Linked DNA regions of Sus scrofa: region 2 is linked to region 1. Evidence: chromatin contacts called from public promoter capture Hi-C data. All regions are on one chromosome and are shown on one strand. The core of a region is the stretch at or near the end of the contact, and the rest is flanking DNA. Distances in the headings are between cores, read along the strand shown.

The links. Promoter capture Hi-C pulls out the DNA fragments that hold promoters and counts their contacts.
Region 2: a contact with region 1 is called in a promoter capture Hi-C map of fetal liver, with 2.0 times the contacts expected there. The contact joins the promoter of HMOX2 here to the promoter of SMIM22 in region 1. A contact is called at or near these places in 1 of 5 promoter capture datasets (fetal liver) and 4 of 47 Hi-C or Micro-C datasets (mesenteric adipose tissue, omental adipose tissue, retroperitoneal adipose tissue and 1 more).

Annotation. Positions count from the first base shown.
Region 1 is chr3:37,598,285-37,603,822 of Sscrofa11.1, reverse strand. SMIM22 (small integral membrane protein 22) reads left to right here and starts at 2,507. Exons shown (of 4, transcript XM_013995680.2): 1 at 2,507-2,812; 2 at 2,985-3,146; 3 at 3,226-3,311; 4 at 3,416-4,249. The coding sequence starts at 3,011. The coding sequence ends at 3,457. ROGDI (protein rogdi homolog) reads right to left here. Exons shown (of 11, transcript XM_021086663.1): 7 at 5,526-5,538; 8 at 5,072-5,185; 9 at 4,921-4,970; 10 at 4,676-4,802; 11 at 3,819-4,384. The coding sequence ends at 4,343.
Region 2 is chr3:37,865,508-37,871,045 of Sscrofa11.1, reverse strand. HMOX2 (heme oxygenase 2) reads left to right here and starts at 2,914. Exons shown (of 6, transcript NM_001244412.1): 1 at 2,914-2,985.

The sequences.
Region 1 (5,538 bases), core at 1,258-3,757:
ACATACCACATCACCTTTTGTGTCTGGCTTCTTCCACTGAGCATGTGTTCAAGGTTCATCCACATTATAGCCTGTGTCAGAGCTTCATCCCTTTTTCATGGCTGAGTAATATTCAGTCACATGGGGAGATGATGTGGTATTTCTTCATTCGTCAGTTGATGGATATTTTGGGATGTTTCCATTTTTTGGCTATTATGAAAAATGCTGCTGGGAACATTTGTATATAGGTTTCTGTGTGGACATTTTTCTTTGTTTTTTAGGGCTGCACCTGAGACACATGGAGGTTCCCAGGCTAGGGATCCAGAGTTATAGCTGCTGGCCTACACGACAGCCATAGTAACAAGGGATCAAGCCGTGTCTGTAACCTACACCGCCACCAACGCTGGATCCTCGACCCACTAAGCGAGGCCAGGGATCAAACCTGCAACCTCATGGTTCCTAGTCGGCTTTGTTTCTGCTGCACTATGAACTCCCTATGTGGACATGTTTTAAATCTCTTGGGTACATATATCTAAGAGCGGAATTGATGGGTCCTACGATAACATTATGCATAACTTTTTAAGGACCTGCCAGACTCCCCCACCGTGGCTGCCCCCCCCCTTGGCAGTGGGAGTCAGAGGTCTCAGAATGGGCTGGCGGGGATGGAGGGCGTAGGATGGGGATCCAGCGTAGGCGGTGCTGTACCATGGTGGTTCAGGGCTCTGGGATTCAGTTCTGATTTCTCTGCGCACACGGGTGGTTGGCAGAATGATGGTGCCCAAAGATGTTCCCATCTGAGTCCCTGGGACCTGTGAGGATGTTACCTTATGGGGCAAAAGGGACTCTGCAGATGTGATTAAGGATTCTGATGGGGAGATTATCCTGCGGGCCAGTGTAATCACCGGGGTCCTTCTGACAGGGGGGCTTGAGGACAGATGCAGAGAAGGTGTGAGGGTGAAGGGGAGGCAGGTGGGGCGGGAAACAAGGGAGGTGGGTGGGTGGCCTCTGGAGCTGGAAACGCCCAGGAAGGGATTCTCCCCTGGGACCTTGGCGAGGAATGTGGCCCTGCCCACCCTTTAAGACTCTGACCTCCAGAACTCTGAAGCTAATAAACTTGCATTCCTTCAAGACACTATTTATTTCGCCCATCATGGCTCAGCAGAAACGAATCCATGAGGATGCAGTTTCAAGGCCTGGCCTCGCTCAGCGGGTTAAGGATCTGGCGTTGCCATGAGCTGTGGTGTAGGTCGCAGACATGGCTCCAATCCTGAGTTGTGGCTGTGGTGTAGGCCAGTGGCTACAGCTCTGATTCCGCCCCTAGCCTGGGAACCTCCATATGCCACAGGTGCAGCCCTAAAAAGCCAAAAAACAAACAAAAAACAGATGTGTGACTTGAGCTAGGCCTCAATTTTCACATCTGTAAAATGGCAATAGCAATAATACCACTTTTGCATCGTGGTGAGGACTAAATTAGGTAACGAATGTATGGGTATCCTTCAGCGATACTGTGGGTTCTGTTCCAGACAGACCACCACAATAAGCCGCACATTGCAATAAAGTGAGTCCCACAGATTTCTTTAGTTTTCCAGTGCATATAAAAATTCTGTTTACACCGACTATCGTCTATTAAGTGTACAAGGGCATCGTCAAAAAAAAAAAAAAAAAAAAAAAACAACCAACCACAACGTATTAACTTAAAAACACTTTTCTGAAAAATGCTAAAATGATTACAATAACAACAGCAAAGATCACAGACTGCCAAACAAATATAAGAACAAGGAAAAAGCTTCCAAATGCTGTTGGAAAATGGTGCTGATAGACGTGGCTCAACATAGGGTTGTCTCAAACTTTCAATTTGCCAAAAAATGCAACATCTCGGCGTTCCCGTCGTGATGCAGTGGAAACAAATCCGACTAGGAACCATGAGGTTGCGGGTTCCATCCCTGGCCTGGCTCAGTGGGTTAAGGATCCGGCGTTGCTGTGGCTATGGTGTAGGTGGGAAGCTGGAGCTCTGATTAGACCCCTAGCCTGGGAACCTCCACATGCCTCAGGTGCAGCCCTAAAAGAGCAAAATAAATAAATAAATACATACATAAATTAAAAAAAGGACAACACCACAACATCTCAAAGTGCAGTAAAGAAAGGGGGTGCCTGTACCGTGTAGGCAATGGAGCTTCACATTAGCCCACATTTTCCCAGCTAGACCATGAGCCCCACAAGCACAGGAAGCTGAGTCCACCTGTTTACAGCCAGTCCCAAGCGCCGAGAAGTCTTGGCCTCTGCTCTGAGAGAAGGGGGGCGTGACAGTGGCCTCCAGATGGTGTTGTCATCAGCTCAGCGTTCTGGGGGGAGAGCTCATTTGAGGGACCACAACCATCGCCTCACAAGGGTCACTGCGAGGACAGGAACAGGGAAGGGGACCCAGGCAAGGGCGGCGGACAGGACACAGCTTCCCCCTCCCCTCCTCTCTTCTTTTTCACCTGCCTCCCTCTCTCCCACCAACCTCCCACCATCCTGTCTTTTCTTCATTCGCCAAGTCAAGGGCGGCTCAGTGCCCACTGTGTTCCAGGCTACGTGTCTGGTCTGCTGAGAAAAAGCGAGAGCTCTCCCGAGTGAAGAGGCTTCTCCCTGGGTCCCCCAGCACCTGTCAAGGTTGGGAGGCAGGAAACACACCTGCGGGGCTGGCCCAGCCCCGCCCTCGCCTGGCTCCAGCAGCCCCCGGGGGAGTGGTGGGGTGGGGCTGGTTGCCAAGGCCTCAGGAGGTGCGGATCCGGAAGCAGGAAGTCGTCTTTGCTCCCAGGACCAGGGACTTGCCTGGCCGGGAAGCTCCAAGGCAGGTGGGGGCTCAGGGCTGGGGCTGGTGGGGGGAACGGGCTGCCCGGGCCAGGGTCAGGGTCGTTGAGACGAGAAGAGAGGCAGGGCCTGGGCTGGACTGTCGGAGGCCTGGACTCGGCAGTCCCAGAGGAGCCCAGGGTTCTGAGGCGGCCCACTGGGGGGCTGGGCAGGTGGCACCCAGGACCGTCCGGCTGAGATGGCTTTGTCAAGGGCGGGCCTGGAGCAGGAGCTGAGCGCCACAGGCCAGCAAGTGCTGGGGAAGCTGAGGAGCCACCAGCTGTTCCAGTCCCAGTGGGACACCGGGGCCTTCGTCATCTTCCTCATCTTCCTCGGTGCGTGTGGATGGGTGTCGGGCTGGGTCAGCCTCCCGGCCCAGGGTCCGAACTGGACGCAGTCTTGTCCCACCTACAGGCGTCGTGCTGCTCCTGCTGCTGCTCGTCTTCATCCACTGCTGCTGCTGCAGCTGCTGTGACCGCCACTCCTCCAGGCCTCAGAAGGTGAGCCCCCAGCACCAGGGCCCGGCTGGCACCAGGACACGGCTCTAGGGCAGAGGGGCCAGGGGGCGGAGGAGGGAAGCCACTGTCCCTTGCGTCTCTTTCAGGAACGCTCCTGGGGGGTTGATAACTTGGCCCTGGAACCTTAGCCGGAGAGCCCTGCCCCTCGTCTTTGTCTGCCGGACAGCAAGAACCATGCCTCGTTCAGCCAAAGCCGGAGTCTGGAGCGAGTTCTGAGCCTCTTGTGTGTGTGGGGGGATGGACGGACAGGGCAGCCCCCCCCTCCCCCTTCTTCTAGATGCCCCCAGGTCTCAGCCTTCAGCTGGAATGACTGTCCCCAGGAGACCTTAGGTGACCTGCTGTAGCCACTCAGTGACTGTCTGTGACCATCCCACTTGGCCCCTTGGCACCTGGGAGGCCAGGGGCTCAGTCCGCAGTCCCTGGGTACTCTGCCAGCTCCTGGCCATCACGAAGCCCTGGCCAGGTCCCCACTCAGACAGACACGAGGGCTCCAGGCAAAGTCAGATGATCTTTATTCCTCAGAGGCCCCAGCAGGGTCATGGAGTGAACACAGATAAGGGCATCACAGCTCATGGTGGGCGCCTTCTGTCCCCCTCTCCTGACACAGAGCCTAGGGCCACCACCCATGCCACGCCCTCCAGGGGCGGGGCGTGTGTGGCTCCCCTCAACGTCCTCAGCTGCCCCAGGGAGGGGAGGGAGGGAGGAGGGCCAGCCCTACCCTGAGTCCAAAGGTTCCAGCCTTCTGCGGAGGGCAGGGCTGGGACTTCGGCCACCTCACAGCCCCACCTTCCTGACCCCTCCCCCCCCATTCCAAAACAAACCGCAAGCCACTATCCCTTCGTCCCAGAGTTCAGGTCCATCCATGCAGACGTGACAGGCAGGACAGGGTGAAGAGGGAAATAAATAGCCCATGGTGCACAGCTCTGGCTCTGGCTGGCACTCTGAGGCGGTGGGGGGACAGGGGCCCCTGGGCGGGGGGCCATGCCCAGGGGCCCGGGTCTTGGGCGCTCCGCTCAGAAGGGCCTGTAGCTCCAGTAGCTGGAGAACACGGAGATCTGTGGAGGGAGAAAGCGGGGCGCATGCTGGGTGGTGGGGCTGGGGGTCTGGACACCACCGCACCCTCTGTGACCCTGGCGGGATCTGAAGGTCAACTCGGGGCCATGTGTCAAGGGCCCAGCCACACCACGGCCCATTTGTCTGGCGTGTGTGGAGGGTATAACAGATCTTAAGATTAGGGGGTACTGTGGTGGTGTGACAGGAGGCCTGTCGTTTGGCTGGCCTAACCTGAGGGAGGCCCAGCCCAGGAGCCACTTGCACATCCCCCCCAACCCCATCCCTGTCCCCACCTTGTCCTTGAGCTGCTGGCAGAGCTGCAGGGAGACGGTGAAGAAGACCAGGGCGTCATTGAGCCAGGGGATCACACACTCCACCTTGTGCACGTGGCTCACCTCCAGACGCTGTGCGCCCCACTCACTGGGGGGAGGGGGGAGGGTCCTCGAGGGTGGTCCAGCCAGCCTGGACCCCATCCCCTCAGGTGCAGAGGGTTGGGGTGGCGAGGGTGCCCAGGGACCTCCCCCAGGGGCATACTTACAACATGGCCCCGGGGCTGTGGAGCACAGCGCCTCCAGCCGGGCGGAAGTTCTAGGCAAAGAGCATCACACAGGTCAGGCCCGGGGCTGAGGGGGCTGCAGGGCTGTGGGGCTGAGGGCAGGCAGGGCAGTGGGTGGCGGGGGGGTGCTCACCTTGGTGGAGTTGGGCTGCAGGGCGTGCAGCTGGTACACGGTGAGGCAGAGCTTGTTGAGGTTGATGTAGAAATTGACCAGCAGGTCTGAGGGCAGGGCGGGGGCGAACATCCGCTGCGGGAGGGCAGGCAGGTGGGATGAGGGCCAGGCAGGCCACCCCCCAACCCCCTAGGGGAAGCCCAGCCCCAGCCCAGGGGCTTCCAGACTCTTCCCAGGTGCCCCCGGTGGCTTCCTGCACCACTGGGCTGGGGAAGCACTGACCCAGACGGGGAGGCATATCAGGGGGATGCAGAATGGAAGCCAAGGACCGGACCCCACCCCAGAAAACTGTGCAGACACAGAACTGTGCCGGCAACTTGGGGCTTCCCTTGGCACCCGTGTCCCTCCCACGGGCAAGCAGGGCCCTCTGTGGGGACCAACTCTCTGGGAGCAGGCACGGGCCTTAGGCACTGACCGTGAGGCCGCTG
Region 2 (5,538 bases), core at 1,665-4,164, 270 kb before region 1:
TTAGAGGCATATGGAAGTTCCCAGGCTAGAGGTCGAATCCGAGCTGTAGCTGCTGGCCTACACCACAGCAACTCAGGATCTGAGCTGAGTCTGTGACCAACACCACAGCTCACAGCAATGTGGGGGTCCCTAATCCACTAAGCAAGGCCAGGGATCCAACTCGCATCCTCATGGATATGAGTTGGGTTCGTAGCCTACTGAGCCACAACAGGAACTCCGGTCATGTGTATTTTATGTATGTAAAATATTGGTGTCTAGGTATTATAAGATACATGTATTTATTTATTTATCTATTTTTTGGCCTCACCTGTGGCATGTGGAAGTTACCAGGCCAGGGATCAAACCCATGCCACAGCAGCGACAAATGCTGGCTCTTTTTTTTCTTTTTTTTTGTCTTTTCTAGGGCCTCACCCACAGCATATGGAGGTTCCCAGGCTAGGGGCCGAATCAGAGCTGCAGCCGCTGGCCTACGCCACAGCCACAGCCACAGCAACGCGGACCCGAGCCGCGTCTGCAACCTACATCACAGCCAACAGTAACACAGGATCCTCAACCCAGTGAGCGAGGCCAGGGGTCAAATCTGCAACCTCATGGCTCCTAGTTGGATTTGTTAACCACATTCCAGGTGTTCGCCTGGAATACCTTCCTCCCACCACCTTATAGGGCCAACTCCTACTCATTCCCTAACACTCCACATAATCATCACTTCCTCCAGGAGGCCCTCCCTGACCTCTAGGCTACAGTGACTATTATTTCACTCCCATCTCTATTCCACTGGCAAAATTATCTATATCATATCGACTGAGGGCTTCCTGAGAGTTGGTCCCATGTCTTTTTTTGTCTCTTTCTGCTGGCACAGTGCCCAGCACTTGGTAGGAACTCAATAAAAACTTATTAAATGGAACCCAAGTGCATATTATTCTGATAAAAGATAAGGTTTTCCCTTCCACTGCATGGCTTAAACCACAAAACTCAATGGTCTGAGGCCTCTACTATAAAGAAATAAATCCAAACAAGAAGATCCCCGGTGGAACCAGTTGCAATAACAAGGCCCAGTGCAAAAAGAAAATGCAGGGCTCCTTATTTTATTGATTGATTTTTTTTTTTTTTTCTTTTTCAGCCATCTGGAAGCATATGGAGTTCCCAGGCCAGGGACTGGATCAGATCTGAGCTATAGCTGCGACTTAAGCTGCAGCTGCTGCAACGCTGGATCCTTAACTCACTATTCCAGGCACCAGGGATGGAACTTGAGTCCCAGTGCTCCAAGATGCGTGGATCGCATTGCATCATAGCAAGAACTCCCAGGGCTCCTTATTTTAAAATATTAGCAAGAATTTCAAGCCCAAGGCCCAGGGTTTGGGACCCAGTATGACTGCTCTGATCACAAACCCATGAAGCTGACTGTCCTTGGCCTCCAGGTTTAATTGGGAGTAGCATCCCAGGGCCACACTGGGACCAGAGTGACTCCAGTGCCCTTTGGCCTTGCTAAACGTTAAGACTGGAAATCAGTGCAGGCCGTGAGTGACAAGGAACAGATATCTTCCCCAGGCTTCTGGTCAGTGATGCTGGTGCCAGGGAGCTGTCCCAAAGTGGGCAGGCAGACGGGCAGCCTGGGTGAAGTTCTTGTTTCTTGAAGCCCCAGCAAACTGATGGTCCCCAAAAGCCTGAGGGAAGCGATTTGGCTACGGACTGGCATATGCTCAGCCGTGACTCAGCATTTCTTGTGGGATTTTATATCTGACAAGGACTTGCTGCAAAACACTTGTTACCCAGCCCAGTGACATGTACAAGTGATGATAACAGTGGGAAGCCTTTCCTGGGCTCCTCCTATGTGTCAGGCACAGACTTAGCCCCACATTATCTCATTTGACCTCTTGAGGCAACCCCTCCTTCAATCAGTGTCACTTGGTTTAAACCAATTTGATGTGTGTGTTGGGGGCAAGGTGCAGTACAGTGTGTAAAAAAAAAAAAGAAATTCATTCTTTTACATTTGATTTTGATAGCCAAATAATGCGTGACTCATTTATTCATTCTTATAAAAAATTTAAATTGTACAGATATAGCACAAGTGACCCCGACATCCCTCTATCATTCTAGTGTGTAAAATTTCCCTTTTGGATGCATTTACGTGCCTAAATATATGTATGGAAAGATTACATTGTGAGGAGTTCCCACTGTGGCACAGTAGGTTAAGAAACCGACTATAGGAGTTCCCATTGTGGCTCAGCAACCTGTGCCACAAGCTGCAGCAATAGCCGGCCAGTTGCGCCACAAGGGAACTTCTCACCCTTCCTTTTGACTGGCACAACTTTATTGAAAGGATGTGCCTCTGTCAACTCCATCCCATCCCCTTTTGATGGTCAGATATTTAGGTTGTTTGAAGGTTGTCATTGAAATGGTGTTGCAATGAACGTCCTTGTTGGTGTCTCTTTGGCTTCTAGTGCTTGTCTAGAACAGCTACCCCTAAGTGGAAGCACTGGATCAAAGAGAATACCTATTCCAAGTTTTAACACATCTTTCCAGACAGTTTCCCCCTTCCACAATAATTCCAAGAATTACTGTTCGTTCCCCACACCTTTGCCAATACCGGACAAAACCAGTCTTTCAAGCTGCAGCCAGGTGGATGGTTACGGAAATGACTGGAAACCAGTGTGGCTCGAACAGAAGGGGCAGGTGGAGCCCAACGCGATGAGCCTGAAGCGGTGGCGACACGGAGCAAGAAAAGCGCTAAGCACAGAGCGTCCTCATAAACACCCCTCCTACCAAGCCGAGTTTTCACTCCCCGGCGGTCGGACTTCCGTAGCGGGGCGGAGCGCGGAGGGGCCGGGGAGCGCAGCCCCGCGCCCGCCGCAGGGGCGTGTCCTCCGCAGGTCCCGCCTCCGCGCGTGCGCACGTCGGGCCGCGCGCTCCGCTGCGGCGCCCGAGGGAGTCGCCGACCGACGCGCGGACGCGGTGCAGGCTGACTGCGAGGCGGCCCCGCGGCCGGTGAGTGTCTGCGGTCTGCGCGGTCTTCCTTCCGACTCCTCGGAGGGCCTGGCAGGCCTGGGCCCTCGGGAGCTGGGCAGGGCCGGCCACGTCCCGCCGCCCACCTGAGGGAGCAAGGGCAGGCCGGGAACGGGGCGGGGGGGACCCCGCTTCCCAGACATGGTTGCGGAGGCCCGGGGAGGCCTGAACCGCCCGTTCGCGCTGGTCCCCGTTGAGCCCACCCCCCGCCGGCGTCACAAGTGCCCCGGGGGAGCTGACCCCCGGGTCGCGGGCGGACTTGGCGTCCCCAGCGGGGCTCGCAGCCGGTATCTGCCAGCCGGCACGTCCGTCCACCTTGGTCGGGCGAGGACCCGGACCTGGGCCGGCGTCGAGCTGTTGGGCCCGGGCTCTGCCCTTACTCCTCCTGACTCACCTCGTTCCGAGGGCCCTTTGAGTCCCTGTCACGACTTCCCGAGGGACCTGCGGCCGCCAGATAGCGAGAGACCAACGTCAGGGGCAGCCGGTGGGTTGGTCTGGCGGGAAGTCTACCTGTCGCCTCATAATCGCAGTGCCTAGGTGTGTACTGATTGCCACGTAAAAGCTGCCAGGGTCGCCTTGCTCAGTCTTTGCACAAGGCCTGTCCTTGTCATGCCGTTGAAATTGATTCCGAGGAACGGTGGCTGGGGCTGTTCGTGCTTATTGTGTTGTATTCGTGGCTCTTAGAAGCACCCACAGCGGAGCGTGACTGAGAAAGGGTACACATCGTCTAGTGCGCTCGGGTTCAGGAAGTCCTCTCCCTCAGCCCCTCACAAAGCCCTGTGAGTTGATGATTTTCCCACTTGTAACGTGGGGTTAATGACGAGTCTCAGGTTGACAGCCTCGAGCTGCATTTCCCAACCAAGAAGATGGCACAGATGGTTTGTACCTGGTCATCTGTCCCCAGATCCCATGCTCTTTCCTAAGTAGAGTTGTAGAGATTGGAAATGGATTAAATTGTCTTCCCCTCCTGCTACACTGTCCTCCCAAGTAGTAGGAAACAGGAGCTTACTGCTTTTATATTTTTGAGTTTCTGTTATGGCATTAACCGGGGTGGGTTTTTTTTTTTTTTTTAATTTTAACTGCCCTATTAAAATTTTTAGTTTTTCTGAGATGTATAAAGAATATAAATGAGTAAATCTGTGCTTTATTCATTAGTTTTTTGTTTTTGTTTTTTAAAGAAACATCACAGGACAAAACATCATATACTTAGCAGGAGCTCACAGTTCAGTTGGGCATTTACAAGTTTACTGGGTGAACTTGGAAAAAGTTTTTGAATACAGTATCTAAGGCCAGTCACTGGTGAGGGTATGAGAATTGGAGGGACCTTGGAAACATACTCATTGAGTGACCTCATTTGCCTGGGGATGAGAAGAGGAAAAACGTGTGTCTTCCCCATTGTCTGACTTGATTTCCGTTTTTCCTTTGCCTGGACCAGTAAGGTGAGATCCTGTCAGTCACCAGAGTCAGGAGTATGAACTGCTTTAGAAAATGACAGTGCCGAGAAGATGAGTTACAGAAAGTAAAATATTCATTGCTTTTGGCTCACCCGTTGTTGAGTCTGTTGAAAAGCAAAACTGGACAGACATCTGCGGCCTTTGGGCTACCTTGATTTTTTTTGTTTCATTTTATTTATCATTATTATTTTTTTGTCTTTTGTCGTTTTTAGGGCGGCATCCGTGGCATGTGGAAGTTCCTAGGCTAGGGGTTGAATTTGAGTTAGAGTTGCTGGCCTACACCACAGCCACAGCAACTTGGGACCTGAGCTGCGTCTGCGACCTACACCACAGCTCATGGCAAGGCTGGATCCTTAGCCCACTGAGTGAGGCCAGGATCGAACCCATGTCCTCATGGGTACTAGTCAGGTTTGTTAACTGCTGAGCCACAATGGGAACTCCTGGTTTCATTTTAAAATACTGACTCTCTTCATAGGACAGTTGAGCTCTGTGTCAGATTTGCACCAAAGACTGAAGTATCACTGCTCTAGGAGAAAGATATTTTTGAAAATTGGGATTGTATATTTCAGTGTAAAATTTAGAATTTAACTTGTAACTCTTTGGAGAGAAAAATAAAAAATTGGAACAATGAATTACTTCCTTGTGTGTTATTGGCCATAGTTAACTAAAAAGTTATAAATAGACGTTTAATGCAATCTCTTTTTCTCATAGCACTTAAGGGGAGAATTAAGAAATCTGGGTCACGTCTCCTTTTGTGTTGAACACAGTGAAGGTTATTTGCTTTTTAATTTATTATATTTGTCATGTTTGTTTGTGTGAAAATCGTCAGATGAAAGCTCTGTCTTTTCTGGTAATCTGAATAATCCCTTAGGATATTTTGGCCCTGCTGAGCAGCAGTGCCATTACCAATTAACTCTTGCCAGCAAGTGGTGGTGGTGGGGCTGTCTTTAATTGGAACAGTTAATATAATTACCTATTTATACTGGGGGGGGAGTCTTCCCATTTTTTTTTCTTATATGGAAGATATTTCACTCTGGTGACCACTGAGGTGGTCTGTGATATTGTTCATTCTGTGGTTTAC